Regions from separate parts of the Rattus norvegicus genome. Here region 2 is linked to region 1. Evidence: chromatin contacts called from public Hi-C data. All regions are on one chromosome and are shown on one strand. The core of a region is the stretch at or near the end of the contact, and the rest is flanking DNA. Distances in the headings are between cores, read along the strand shown.

Region 1 (7,604 bases), core at 2,071-4,570:
TTTAAATCATTTTCAGTAGTATTAAGCATCTTGGGGTTTATAATTTCTTATCTCTCCTCTCTCTTGAAGAGAGAAAGTCTCTCTACATAGCCTTGGCTGTCCTAGGACTCACAATGCATACCTGGCTGGCCTTGCACTCAAAGAGATCTACCAACCTCTGCCTCCCAAGTGCTGGGATTAATGGTGGTTTTGATTTGAGGACTTGTTTATCAGATGGAGAATCATTATTCCGGTGGCTGACTAATAGATGGCTAAGTGGATAGGCAGGCTTGGTCTCCCTCCAGAGAACCCATGGTTCCTAGCACCCAAATCCAGCAGATACAGCCACCTGTGGCTCCTGCTTCAGGAGATCTGATGCTCTCTCTTCTAGATTACACATGAGTGTGCACATGGACACAAGATCATTTAAAATACAAACAGACAAACTAGTTATGGTAACACACATCAGTAATATGAATACTCGTGAGGTTTAGCCAGGAGGACCAGAAGTTCAAGGCCATCCTTGGCTACATGGGAAGTTGGGAGGCCAGAATGGAATGCATGGGACCCTGTGTGAAAATAATAAAATGAAAAGATTATTCTAGGACCTAGAGAGATGGCTCAGTAGTCACTGCTCATTGCTTCGTAGATGACCCAGGATTCAGTTCCAAGTACCCACATTTGTAACTCCAATTCTATGGGATCGATGCCTTTTTGCCTCCAAGGGCACCTGTATACATGCAGTGCACAAAGTAAACACAGGCAGGCACACAGGCATATACATTAAGAAAAACAATCTGAACATAAGGTTCATTTTAAAGACCAGTAAGACAGTCAGTGAGTAAAGGTGCCTACGGAAGAAGCCTGGACACTTGAGTCCACTCCCTGGAGCCCACATAAAAAGTAAAAGAAGAGAAGTGATTCAACAAAGTTGTCTTCTGACATGCAGGCAAACAGCACAAATGTCTGCACACACAAATAATATCTCAAAAGAATCATAATTCTAGGTAATAACTTTCTGAGAATTCCTTTTCTCTTGAGAAATGAGTTTCTTTGATAATGACAATGATATAGAACATTATGGTTTTCCCCTCTTTTTACCTGGAAACACATAACATACTCTAATGTTTATCTGTGTAGCCAATGTTTCCATGTTCCTGTCATAATTATTTGCCCATTAAAAAAATTCTTTAGTTACACATTTTCCTATTTTATCAGATTTAGAGTATGTGTTGCCTTCGATTAGTTTAAGGAAGTACATATTATGTAAGTTTTAAATATATTCTTAATATTTTGGCATAACATAATAAATCGTAGGCTGAACATAGCTGGATTTGATCTAAATGATATATTTTTTGATAACAAGAAACATTTGATTCTTTGAAACAGTCTTACCTTATAGCCCTAGCTGGCCTGAACTCGGTGTTCTTCCTGCCTTTGCCACCTGCAAGGACAAAAAGGAATATTTCAAAGTATATACAATGTGGCAGAAAATTTATACTAACCACTTTACTGTGAACTCTCCATGCTGCACATTTATCTCACTGTACTAAAGGTCAAAGTAATCGAGAAACTTCAGAAGGTTATAAAGTAATTAGGGATAGGACTCAAGTCTGGCTCAACTCAAACTTCTGGCTCCTAAACCTACAGTATACTGTTTCCTAGGTGTGTTCTATTTTACATTGTTGATGACTTCCCCCTTTCTGAGATTCTTTCTGAGAGAAGGCCACATCCAACTCTTGAATGGAGTCGAACTCTGCTTCTTAACAAGTTTACTGCTGTGCAGTCATCTCCCAGCTCTCTAAGTAGACTCCTGCCTCACCCTCTAGACCCTGGCCACCTCAGAGCCTGAGCTAAGTCCAGTCTTCGAATCTTAGTTTCCCAGTAGAGAGTGGTTTCTCAGATTCTGTCACCCAGCAGGGGCAATTCCTCACTAGTGATCTACAGAGTACCTCAGGCCCTAGTCCACTGGCAGAGCTCTGGGACCTGAGACTCTTGTCTCAGGACAAGTGTAACAGTGTCCATCTGTCAAGGAAGCTCTTAAAACAGGGCAGCAAAACAACTCAAAACAGCTCCAGGAAGTCCCTGAAACTAACCAGATTCATTAGGTCCTTCTCTGTCAGAGTAAACAATAAAAGGTGAGAGTCTCTCTCAGACTAAAGGAAGCTGAGCTGCCAATAAAGCACCTCAGACAAGCTGTACTGCAAAGACGACTCTGCCATCAGACTAACTAACTGCCTGGAAGAAGCAGAAGCCAGCTGAGCAAGAGTTTCAGACCAGAGTTACTTGGAAAGGACACGCCAACCCATTGAGCTGCCTGCAGGTTGTGCAGGGTGCTGGAGGTTCCCAGTTTTTATAATCTGTCACCCATGCTGGTGTGGGCCCTGGGGATGTAGCTGTCCTTGAGTCATTCTTGCTTCTCTAAGTAACCCCTCATCCATATTGCTGTAAAAATAAAACGTATTGGTTCGCCAAACTGGACTTTGGTGTTATCTGTACTTTGGTCTGTTGGTGGGAGCCCTATCTGAGGTGAAATGTGTTTACCGTCTCCCCAGGAAAAGTTTTGTCACACAACACTCAGTAGAGGGCAACACCCCTCAGCAAACTTTCTGAGAGACTTCTCTTCACGGTCCCGCGCCAAGCCACAGCTGCACCTTTCCTTTTCCTAACCTCTCCCCACAGTGGTGTTCCCCTCTTTCCCTTTGCCATTCTCCTTTTTTCTGCGTCTTAGTGTCTCTCTTCAACTTCCCCTCTCTCTCCTGGTCGTCTCCGTTCCCGGATCCCGCAGAAAACTCACGCAGCGCTTCTGTTCTTCGGTTGCTCCTCCAGTCGGCTCCGCGCTCTACCTCTCCCTGCAGCTAGCTGAGAGATTCTGAGCCACGGCCGTTCAGCTACCAGGCCTGGAACTAGCCTTCTGCCAGCTGACACCCGAAGCTCCGCCCCCTCCCCCCATTGGCTATCGTTCTCAGAAAGTCCCGCCCCCAGACTCGCAGCCCGCCTCTCCGCCCGGCTTCCCTTGTTTTCATTCCCCCTGTCACACGAGGCAGTAGCAACCCTGAAGTGGGAGGGGAGGAGTCGGAGCCGAGTAGTCGTAGAGGGAAGGGGACGGGAAGAGGGCGGAAAGTGAAGGGCCCAGAGTGCCTCTCTGTCCCCGATCTAACTCAGTTCTCGACTGCTCCGAGCCGGCGTGGTATTGTGGGATCGCGGCGCCTGGCCGGAGACGCTCGCATCCGCAGGGGCGTCCACTCGAGAGCGCCTCCTGTCGTCCATAAGGCTACCCTGCCACTCCTCGGCCCCCCCAACTCCTCCCGCTCCCCCATCCCCTCCTCCTCCATCCTCCAGTTCAAAATGGCGACGGTGGCGGCGGCGGCAGCGGCGGCGGTAGCGGCGATGGCTCCTCCGGGCTGCCCGGGTTCGTGCCCCAACTTCGCCGTAGTCTGCTCCTTCTTGGAACGCTACGGGCCGCTGCTGGACCTGCCCGAGTTGCCGTTCCCAGAGCTGGAGCGGGTGCTGCAGGCGCCGCCGCCAGACATCGGCCACGGAGAAGGTAAGCGATCGGCCCGTACGCCCGGCGGGAAGCGGCCCTGGCGCGCTTTAGCTCTCCACAGATACCTTGGGGCTCTGCGGCCGGCCCTCTCCAGGGATTGGGCTCCGCGGAGTCCCTACTCCGCGTAGCCCGGGGGGTTCCTGGGTGCTGGGGAGGCGGGGCGGAGGCCCCCTAGGGCCACCGTGCCCCGCGGGGACGGAGGTGGGGGCGTCGCGGGCCCGGTGTGGGCTAGGGCCCAGGAGGGGGTATTGTGCGGGGCTGACGCTTGGGGCTGGGTCCCCCGCGCCGGTGTTGCTTCCAGTTCTTATCCCTTTAGGTGGCGGGGGAAGGGGAGCACAGGTTCCGGCCAGCTTTGCGCTTTTCTCTTCCCCTCCTCCCACCAATCCTTTCCACCGTCTCCCGGGAGGCTGGGCCCATCTTCTCCCGGCGCCCCCTCCGCTCACTCCACCTGAGTGGGCGGGGGCCCGCGGACACTCCACTCTCCCGGTGGTGGGAACTCCCCCAAGGGAGTCGGTTCCTGTCTCTTCCCGTCCCCCTGGAGGCTGGCCTAATCCCCCCAAACTCCTTCCTTGGGAGATCTGCTCCGCTGACCAGGGAGGGGGCTTCCCCCCGTTCTCGCGTAGGAAGGAGAAATGAAGTCGGCCCAGCTTCTCCACTCTGGGGAGGAGAGGGTTAATATCTCCTCCTCCATAGTTTTTCTCCTCGCCACCTCCCCCAAAATAATAGAAAAGCATCTCTCCACTTTTCTCTATCCCTTCCCCCTATCTCGGCTATAGGGCTTAAGGGAAGAAGAAGTCACTCTTCCATTTGCTGGCTGGTGTGGGGTGGTTAGTCTGTAGGCTGGAGGAGGGGCTCAGACGGCTGGGGAAACAGTTGAAGAAGGTGCTTGTTGCTCATGTTTCTCTCTGGTGCCGCTGGTCTATTATTGGTGTTCGCAAGTGGTGCTCCTTCCACATAAGGCCACCGCGCGGGTGCAGGGCGCATGCTCTGCCCGGCCCCATTGAAACTTCCTGCTGCTGCTGCTGCTGGTGGTGGTGGTTCTTTTGCTAGAGCATCTCAACGCGGTGTTTGCTGCTTGCAGCCCTCACACGTTGAGTGCTAACCCTCTTCCCTATTAATCTCGATCCATGCCGCTCCTTTTCTGGTACTTTATTCCCTTAGAGAAGGCTTATTTGTGTACTCCGAACATTGCCTTTGTCTAGCTACAGCCCTTGGCAGAAGAAGAAACGTTTTCCAAATAGGTCTTCTTTTCTTCTTTTTCTTTTGATCTGTGCGTAGATGACCAGGGTGGACTGGGTATTGTACAGGCATGATAGCTGTGACCTTTATAAGAAAGCTGAGTTGCTTTTTTGTTCTCTATAGAAATTATGTTTCCGATATGATATGTATTTACATAGCTAAGGAAAGACCCGAGTGTGAACTCATTCAAGGTATTACCCTGTAGAGAAAAATGTGTGATATACAATGTTATTAAGTATTAATCCTACAGCAGTTATTAGTACAGCGGTCGTATACTTTCTTTCCCCTTTCTCTTTTGAAACTGTCCTGGAACTCTGTAGACCATGCTGTCTTGGAACTCTTAGAAATCCTCCTGCCTCTGCCTACTGCGTGCTAGGATTAAAGGCATTTGTCACTACACCAGGCTCTACACCTCTTTGCTAGTTCACATTTTTTAGACTCTCTGGCTACAAAAGGCTAGTTTTTTTAAACTATGAAATCGGAATTAAATTACTTTATGTTAAGACTTTTACAGAATTTCTTTAAACATTAAGCTTCTAGTGTATTTCATTATCAAATTATATTTATATTCTTTTTGAAGCAAGTAGTCACTGTGAAGTATAATTTTAATTTACTCACTTAATTTTAGGATGCTTTAAAAATATTAGTAATTTATTTGTCAGAAAATGTGAGAACTTGAGGGGAAATGTTTTTAGAATTTATTTGGGCCAAGTTAAGAGGCAGGCATGAATTTTTGGGGGTGCCATTGCATTTTGAATAGCAGATAAGCTTGCATTTCCTTAATTTTTAATCATTGTGCTTTCTTGGTATTAGTATTGAAAGAGAAGTTATTAGAATAGGTTTGGTATTTCTAGCATTGAACTTTGGGCTATTAACTAAGCAGAAATGGGAAAGAAGCTGGGCTAAGAGGAATCCTTTAGCTCAGCCACACACAGCATTGCCATCAATATAGTTACTAAGAGGACTGATAATAATAGATCTGTCGTGGGGAAATCTAAGAATAATTGTTAATTAATGTCACACGGTTCAAGACATGTGGCAAATGAAAAGTCTGAAGGTGAAAGTTTTTACTGCACAGGAAAAAGATTTTCAAACTTGGATTATGGCATAATTTAACAGTCGTTCAGCTAATAAGATTTGACTCAGTCTTTTGGGGAAAGATTTGGAGATACTAGAAAGGGTTAAAAGACTAGGGTTTGTGTTGAGCAATGTAATATATAGGTTATAGAACAAGTTGATTGATTTATATGGACCTCACTTTCTTCAGTAGACAAAGATAGTGGCTAAGAGTCAAATGAAATGTTACAATTTTTTTTATAAACAAACTACTTATAAATACTTTTGTACTAATTAAAGATTTTTCAGATAAAAGATACTGTGTCTTTTATATGTTTTTTAAAATATATATTTTTTATGAGTACACTATAGCTGTCAGACACACCAGAAGAGGACATCAAATCCCAGCTGGCTGTGAGCCACCATGTGGTTGCTGGGAATTGAACTCAGGACATCTGGAAGAGCAGTCAGTGCTCTTAACCACTGAGCCATCTCTCCAGCCCTATCTTTTATATGTATTATTTGTAACTAGGAATGTATGGGGGTGTCTGTCATAATCAAGTGAGTTCTACTTTGTATAAGTTTTATTAAGAAACAGCTCTGTGCCATTTAAAAAGTTTTAATTAATCTGAGCAAGGTGGCACTTGCCTTTAATTCTAGTAGATCTTTGAGGCCAAGGCAAGCCTGGGCTACAGAATGAGTTCCAGGACAGCCAGGGCTACACAGAGAAACCCTATCTCAAAAAACAAACAAGCAAAAAAAAAAAAAAAAAAAACAAAAAAACAAAAAAACAAAAAAACAAAGTGTTAATTTTGCTGGCAGGATAGCTCAGTGGGTAAAGATGCTTGTTGCCATGCCTAGTTCTTGTTGCCAAGCCAAGATCTGAGTTTAATTCCCTGAACCTACAGAGTGGAAGGAAAGAAAGAACCACTTGCAAGCGGCCCTCTAACCACTACTGGAGCTTTTTGGCATGTGTGTAGAAAGAGTGCGCATGTGCACGCAGACACACACACACACACACACACACACACACACACACACACACACACACAGAGAGAGAGAGAGAGAGAGAGAGAGAGAGAGAGACAGAGAGAGAGAGAGAGAGAGAGAGAGAGAGAGAGAGAGAGAGTGTTTAAAAATACTTTATGGGACTGGCCCTTAGAATACGCTTTTATTTGTCCTTTTCAGTTCTCTGCTCTACCAACTGGGGGTATGGGAAGGGGTTAAATACTTGAATACAGCATTTATTGAGGTAGACTTAGCAATAGCATAGCATTCTTAGGTAGAAACTAGTTTACTAATTTGTCCTTGTTTAAATACTTTGTGATCTTTTTCTTAGTTGTCTGTAAGCTTTAATTTGATATTGTAGCTTCAGTTTAGAGTGCCTTGTTCCTTAGTTAAGAAAGGCCTCATGGAACAGAAAATAGAACCAGTGTCTGTTCTAATTCCAAAACTTGATAAGTTGTTATGTACTCCATAGTAATTCTCAATAGGTAATTCTGGTTGTTTAAAGATAAAATAAAACCGTTGAAAATTCAATTTATTTTTTTTTAAAAAGAATGATTAATTGTATGAGTGTTTTGCCTGTTTGTTTTCACATGTATTCATGTGTGCCTGGGGCCCTTGGAGTCAGGAGAAGGCATCAGATCCCCTGGAACTTGAGCCACCATGTGGGTGCTGGGAATCAAACCTATGTCCTCTGCAAGAGCAAGGTTCTGAACCACTGAGCCATTTCTCCAGGCCCTAGATTTAATTTTCAATGGTTTCCAAGTACCTAATAAGT
Region 2 (7,604 bases), core at 1,979-4,478, 59 kb after region 1:
AATTTGGAACCCCAGAATCCACAGAAATACTAGGTGGTTGTGGCAACCTGCCTGTAATTCTGGCCTTGGTGGGTGGAGACAGAATTCCCAGATCAAGCAGGCTAATCATACTAGCCATATCAGCAGGCTCTGGATTTGATTGAGAGACTCCTCAAAAGCTTAGTGAAAAACAAGAACAGTTCAGGATGATTCCCAGCAACAACCTCAGGCAGGCTTTAACATGCACTCAGCATGTATGTATGTGCACCCATCCACTTGTGTACTCACATACATGGAAACATGCATATAAACATGCATGTGGGAAGTGGAGGAATATAAAACAAACTGGGGGACTCTCAACTGGGGGACCGGAGGGATGACTCAACGGTTAAGAGCACTTCTTGTTGCTCTTACAGAGGACCTAGATTTGATGTGAAGTATCTGGTGCCTCACAACCATTCAATTCAGTTTCTGGGAATCTGACATCTTCTTCCACAGGCCCTAGGCATACACATGATTCACATACATGTAAACAGCAGTCATTTCATAAAAGAAATCTTTAAAACATTAAGGGTTGGGATGCATTCTTAAAACAAAGAAAAGACACCATTGAGAAATAGATCTCTGCTTAACACATGCATTTCTAGGTGTTTAGGATGTAGCCTAGCCAGTGGGATGGTGCGTAGTATATGAAGCTCTGGTCTGGAACACTGAATAAACCAGATGTGGTGACACTCATGTAGTACTTGGGAAGCAGAGGCAGGGGGATCAGAAGTTCAAGTTATCCTTGGTTAAGTTACATAGTGATTTTGACGTCAGTCTTGATTTCATGAGACCCTGTGTCTATTAGATGACAAGCTTACCCCAGGTCCTATAACATGAGAGGAGAATTTAATGGTTCAAGAATTTACTTGAATTATGAAATGGCGTGTGCTTGTGGGCATGCATGTGTATATGTGCATGTGGAGGATAAAGGTTGGTGTTGGGTGTGTTCCTCAGTCGTGCTTCCACCTGATTTATTCTGAAGCAGGCTTTCCAGATGCCTGCCATTATGCTTTGCCAGCACTGGGGTTAGAGGCACACCTGCCTTTTACATGGGCACTGGGTATCTGAACACACAGCTTAATGCTTTCAGAGCAGATACTCTCTAACTGAGCCATTTTCCTGGCCCAAGAAATGTTTTAGAAAGTGAAAAGTAGTAATGGCTACTCAAAATCCTAAATAAAATTAATAATAACTGTGAATTATGCAGTTAAAATGGTAAATTTTATTTTAAACATTTATTATACATAAAATACTTAATATCTGTATATAAGTATTCACTGTAGATAAAATTAATACAATAGGTTTCTCTAGATTTAAGCAAGAATCTTAGCTTCAGACTATTCACTGTTGGTACTGGTGAGAGACACAGAGGGTACAGGAGCTTATCATCAAGTCCAGTGACCTGCTTGAAGGAGAGAACTGACTCCTGAAAGTTGTCCTTTGACCTTAAAATGCATGCTGTGCTGCACACACATTTCATAGGTGCATGTGCACACTTGTGCACACACACAAGCACAGATAATATCACATATAAAGACATAATTACTCTCAGAGGTAAGACTGGTTGGAAAGAGCAGGATTGGCAGAATGGGAGGGGCAAGAAGGCAGAAGAGGAAGAGATGAATTGATCACCATAACCTGCCTAATCTACAGTAAAGCAGTGAGCATAAATTGAGTTTGGGGGCTGGAGAGGTAGCTGAGCCATTCATACCACTTGCTGCTCTGTTGGAGGACCAACGATTGGTACCTAGCATCACATACTTGCTCATGACTGACTGGAGCTCTAATCCAGAGGATATGACTTTGTAGATATGGCACACATATATTCTTGCAGGAAAACACTCATATGCATAAAATAAAACAGAAAAAACAAAGGTGAAAAATTATTAAAATATACATTATATAAATGTATAAAAACATAATGAAGTCTGTTGTCATATTAATATAGGCTATGAAGATTCAGAATTTACTCCCATAATAGATAATAACATTAGCAGTGGTTTAGCAAAATACATGCTTAACCCTTAGAAAATAAAAATGGGAAATTAAAATGCATCTGTCACTAACAATGGTATTTACCTCTTACACCTGTTCCATACACATGACTGAAGCTAGTGTTGGTAAACAATACTTACCTACATTTTGAAGATGACTAGCATACTATTTTTTTACTAGCTCTTTTAACTCCTTCTTGTGTTCTAATTGATTCTTCTTATGGCTTTCTAGAATTCTTTTCAGGTTTGCATATATATAATGGAGGCATGACACAGCGAGTATGTGATTGGCACATCCCTTGTCTTTTATTTGCCCCAAACCTCCATTTACAGAAGAAGAACCTGCAAGTCCAAGTCGAACAGGTGATTGACTCAACAAAATCACCCTGCTGGTAGGGAGAGGCAAGATTTGAAACTCAAGCTATGTGATTTTAAACTTTCATGTAAGTTAAACCCTCAATCAGTAGACAGAAAAAGGTGATTAAATCAGGGCAGAATTTAGTGAAATGGGGATAAAAAAAGGCTACAAAGGATCAGTTAAAAAAAAAAGTCCTCTGTGTGTGTGTGTGTGGTGTGTGTGTGTGGTGTGTGGTGTGTGTGTGTGGTGTGTGGTGTGTGGTATTTGTGTGTATGTGGTATGTGTGTGTGCTTGCCATTATTGTATGAGTGTCCACATAGGTCACGACATCAAATGACTTGGAGTTCTCTTTGTCTTGTCTTTCTTTTTCTCAACACGTGTGACTTATGTGTATACACGTGTGTGCACACACGTACTCTCACACATAAGAAAAAGCAATTTTTATACAGTTTGGCCTATCCTTTTGATCCCAGTGCCACTGATTCATAAATGCCACTACTTGAAGAAACCCTTTGTTAGGTCTCTCTTCCTCCATTGGTTGTATTGGTATTTCTGTCCTGTAGTCTTGTATTTGTAGATTTTTCTATCAATTGATTGGTCAATCAGTTTGATTTCTTGGTGCAGAACCTTCCTTTTGGTCATGGTTGGTTGCCTTGGCTTAAGATAGGGTCTCCTGTATCCCAGGTTGTCCTCAGACTGGCCCAGTACGGTGATGTTGGACTCTCAGACCTTCAGCTGCCAGTGCTAGGATTACAAGTGTGCACCACCACCTCTGGTTTATGCAGTGCTGGAGGTTAAACCCAGGGCTTCATGTGTACTAAGTACGCACTTTGTCAGCTGAAATATGTTACAGTGCCCAGAGATCACCTCTGTTCATCTTTGCCCTCCCGTACTAAGTGAGACCTTGTCACTATTTGCACTCTGATATTTGCTTCAGTTCTCCTGAACAACTGATGTTTCTAAAACAGGCAGAGGTAGTCATAGCTCAGTTCTGGCGAAGCATACTTTAAAAATATATGCAAATATAGAACTAGATTTATAATTTTCAGTGTATTTCATATCCACATCTCTATTGGTGGCAGCTGACTTCTATTGGTAGCATTTGAAATACATTTTTTAAAAGATTTATTTATTTATTTATTTAATGTATAGGAGTACACTGTAGCCGTCTTCAGACACACCAGATCTCATTACAGATGGTTGTGAGCCACCTTGTGGTTGCTGGGAATTGAACTCAGGACCTCTGGAAGAGCAGTCGGAGCTCTTAACCCCTGAGCCATTTCTCCAGCCCCCTGAAATACATTTTTAATTATTAGAGAGATTAGAGAGAGTAATGTGAGTTATATTCCTTGTTTACCCCTCTTTGCCCATTTCCTTGCTGTGGATAGCAACACAGTCCACTCTAAGATTTGAGATGTTTCTCTACCTTTCATAAAGTTGATGCTTTCCCAGGTGCAGTGGCACACAGCTGTGCTCCAAGCACTTGAGAGGCAGAGACACAAGGATAGCCTTAGCTACAGAATACATTTGAGGAGTGTGTGCTACATGAGCCCTATCTCAAAATAACAAAATTAATACTTTTAAAATAAACAATTCAGTGTTTTTGTCTTGTTTTGTTTGTTCTTGTACTTGTTTTTGTATAGTTGCAAGGAGTTTATAACCTATCTTAATTTCAGAACATTTTCATCAGTCGAAAGGGAAAGCCATGCCCATTAGGTCATACTTCCTGCTTCTTTACCCCATCTCCTCCTGCTGTCTCAGTTGCTTTTCTGTTGCTGTGATAAAATACTGACAAGCAGCTTAAAGGAGAAGAGGCTTGTTGTGGATCTCAGTTTGAGGTAGTTTATCATGATGGTAAAGTCCAGGCAGCAGGAGCTTGAGTCAGCTGTTTATATGGCATCCAGTGATTGCATTCTGACTCTCAGTTCTTTCTCTGTTCCTCTGGTCTAGGATCCCAGCTGGAAAGTTGGTTCATCTATAGTAGGCTGGTCTTCCCACTTCAAGTTTTATAACCAAGATAATCCACGGCAGGCGTGTCCTGATGATTGTAGATTCTGTGACACCAACAGCAGCACTATTCATCACATCTGTTATCTGTCTTCTGTCTCTGAATTTAAATTTCAGTATTTTAGACATTCTCAGATCAATAGGATCTTGTAGTATATCCCTTTGTGTGGTTTCTTGTATTAGCATGTTTTTGATTCATCCAGGCAGCCATATATTTTGTTGTTATTGCTTTGCTCGCTTGTTATTTTCCCTTTCTTTGTGGAGTGGAGACTGGTGGTAGGTCTAAGGCAGTGGTTCTCAAACTTCCTAGTATCCAACCCTTCAATACACTTCCTCATGTTGTGGTGACCCCAACCGTAAAGTTATTTTCGTTGCTACTTCATAACTAATTTTGCTGCTGTTAATAATCATAATGTACATACTGGTTTTCTGGTGGTCTTAAGTGACCCCTGTGAACTATAATCTAAGCAGCTGAGCCCTATCACCGTCTGTGCTTCATTCCTTGTTAAGGCTATATGCAATTTCACTATGTGGATTTGTATTTTGTTTCCCTGTTTTTCTGTTGACATTTGGGTTGCTTCCTCCTTTTAGCTATTGGAAATAATATCTTTTTTTAATGTTTTATTTTCCCTATGTAAATTCTTGGAGTTGCTAAGTACTGAGGTAACTCGTTGTCATTTGGAAGCTGACTGCTGTGTAGCTGTACTACCTAACAGACTAGGACTGCTGTAGACTCCTCAGCATTAGTGTCGTTTGCTGCTGTGATTACCTGTCCAGATCCTGCCACTTTAGCTTGTAATACACAGTCATTTCATGTGTACCCTGTGTCATCTACACTCTTCATTAAATGGTACCCTTAGGTTTTTATTTGCTTTGTTACATGAATACACATACATACATATACAAAAATGTGCTGTCAATTAGAGGGAATTTGGTGGAATTCTAGGAAATGGGGAATTTATCCTTTCTGTGAGACTTTTACCATTTTCTGTATAGTTCTTGGTCATATTGCTTGCCTTATATTGACCATTTATTTATTATTTTTTACTAGTAAAAGATAGCACTAGGGACAGCTGGGAAAGTGTACCCCTTCCAGGAAGTCCATCCTACTCCTGTTCCTGGATAAAGAGGGTTGCCAAAGCTTTCTCTGTTGTCTACTTGTGTATTTCTTTCAAATCTCTGTTTTAACCAATACCCTGGCTCCAGGACAGTTTCTTATCTTGTTTGCTTCTACTGCTTTGGCCCTCATTTTGCTACTTGTTACAATAACAATAAAAACTCCATGACATTGGCAAATGCACAGCATCCAAGAGTGTCATCATCTTCATCGTCATCATTACCTGGTTATTGCTGAAAACAAACACAACCATTTGGTCAGAGAAGTCATATCTCTGGAACTTAGCACATGAATCTTTCCTAGATTCTTATGAAGAATCTAAGGAAGAGTTTTTCGGTGAAGGTCTGTTGGACAGAACTGACTCCACTCTTTGTGTAGTTATGTGACACAAGCATGTCTGAACCTCGTGGTCCCTCTCACTGCACCTCCGTGCAGGTGGATGGCAGACATGGTCCCACACCTAATTTGTACTAATTTGTGGAGCATTTCCACATTTTTTCTCTTCAGTCCATTACAGTGGCTCTGATTTGGCTAAAGTGCTTATGTAGGAAAAGAATCCTGAAACATTCAAGTAAAAGCCTGTTACTGAAGTTGTAAAAAGAAGGCACTGGAGTTCTTACTGTACTGAGAATAAAGAGAAAGCCGATTTGAAGAGACCTTCTATTGAATATGTCTGTAGAATTTGATGGTTTTGAACTTCTGTCTAGTGATAAAAGTGAATAAGCTGTCACCCATGCCTTCCTTTCGAAAGATTATCAAATAATTATTCTCACATGAAAAAAATTATATCCATAAAACATACAAAGTTGAAGCAAGAGAGATTCTTTTTCCACGTCATTGCTAATGTTTTTTAGATTTATTTATTTTACTTTTTATATATGTATGTTTATTTTATGTGTTTTTCCTGTATATATGTTTGTGCACCACACATGGACCTGATGCCCTCCAAGGTCAGAAGAGGGCACCAGATCTTTCTGGACTGGAATCATGGATGTTTGCGAGCCATCGTGTGAGTGCTGGGAACTGAACTGGGGTCCTCTCCAAGAGTAGCAAGTGTTCTTAACCATTTCTCCTCCTCAGAGATTCTTTCATAAGTTGTTATAGGCATTAGTAAATATTTCTGATGGGTCTAAGTAGTATGCAATGTAAATTGGAATTGGATTGGCCTGTCATTCTGAATTCTTTTCTCTATATATGTATTAAGAACACAACATAATCATAGAAGAACAACCAATGTTTATCTCTATTCAACTTTTTTGTGATGACAAAATGGCTAAGAAAACCATCCTAAACAGGGAACGTTTATTTTGGCTCATGGTTTCAGAGGTTTGGGTGCACAATCTCAGCTCTCTGTCTCTGGGCCTGTGGTAAGGCAAAGCTCATTTTTGGGGAGTCTGTGGTAAAGCTGTGCTCTTCTTCCCATGTGCTCCCAGAAGCAGAAGTGGGCACAATAAACCGGAACAGTAATTGACCTTCAGTGACCTACTTCTACAGCTAGCCCCACCTACTAAACTAGTAAGCTTCTAACACCTGAGCCTTTGGGTGCCATTCCAAATCCAAAGTACAGTAAACACCAATGAAAATTGTTTTCATGTATTGAGCTATTAATTTTCTCTTACAGATATGCCAAGAGTTTAACAGTACCTGGGCATGGGAGATGGAGAAGAAAGGCTATCTTGAAATGAGTGTTGAATGCAAACTAGCACTCTTAAAGGTAATGCATGTAAAAAAAAAAAAAAAGGTAATGCATGTATTTGTTATAGTAATTTTAGTTCAAAAGTTACTTTGAGGGGTTGGGGATTTAGCTCAGTGGTAGAGTGCTTGCCTAGGAAGCACAAGGCCCTGGGTTCGGTCCCCAGCTCCGAAAAAAAGAACCAAAAAAAAAAAAAAAAGTTACTTTGATGCCTAAATTACAATGTAAGTAAACTATGGGACAGCAAGATAGTCCAGTGGGTAGAAGTATTTGCCATCAAGTCTAACAGCCTGAGTTTGGGTTCCTGAGACCTTACTGGTAGAAAGAGAAATGAGTCTGCAGAGTTCTCCTCTGTCTTCCATATGTGAGCCATAAGTGCCCTGCTAAATAAGTAAATACAGGCGATACAAA

What was found. A called contact is a pair of places that touch in the nucleus more often than the background predicts.
Region 2: a contact with region 1 is called in a Hi-C map of liver, with 2.2 times the contacts expected there. The contact joins the enhancer-like site here to the promoter of Rsf1 in region 1. A contact is called at or near these places in 3 of 12 Hi-C or Micro-C datasets (kidney and liver).

The regions. Positions count from the first base shown.
Region 1 is chr1:161,300,340-161,307,943 of GRCr8, forward strand. Rsf1 (remodeling and spacing factor 1) reads left to right here and starts at 3,321. Exons shown (of 16, transcript NM_001427468.1): 1 at 3,321-3,526. The coding sequence starts at 3,328. Aamdc (adipogenesis associated, Mth938 domain containing) reads right to left here and starts at 2,914. Exons shown (of 5, transcript NM_001108493.1): 1 at 2,777-2,914.
Region 2 is chr1:161,359,498-161,367,101 of GRCr8, forward strand. Rsf1 (remodeling and spacing factor 1) reads left to right here. Exons shown (of 16, transcript NM_001427468.1): 3 at 7,122-7,214. Among named protein-coding and RNA genes, the nearest start is that of Rsf1, 60 kb to the left of the region's middle. Within about 2 kb of position 3,229, at least 2 of the 93 cell types and tissues checked have an H3K27ac peak or open chromatin away from gene starts, as enhancers often do. A contact at or near this core is called in liver, where this site is marked.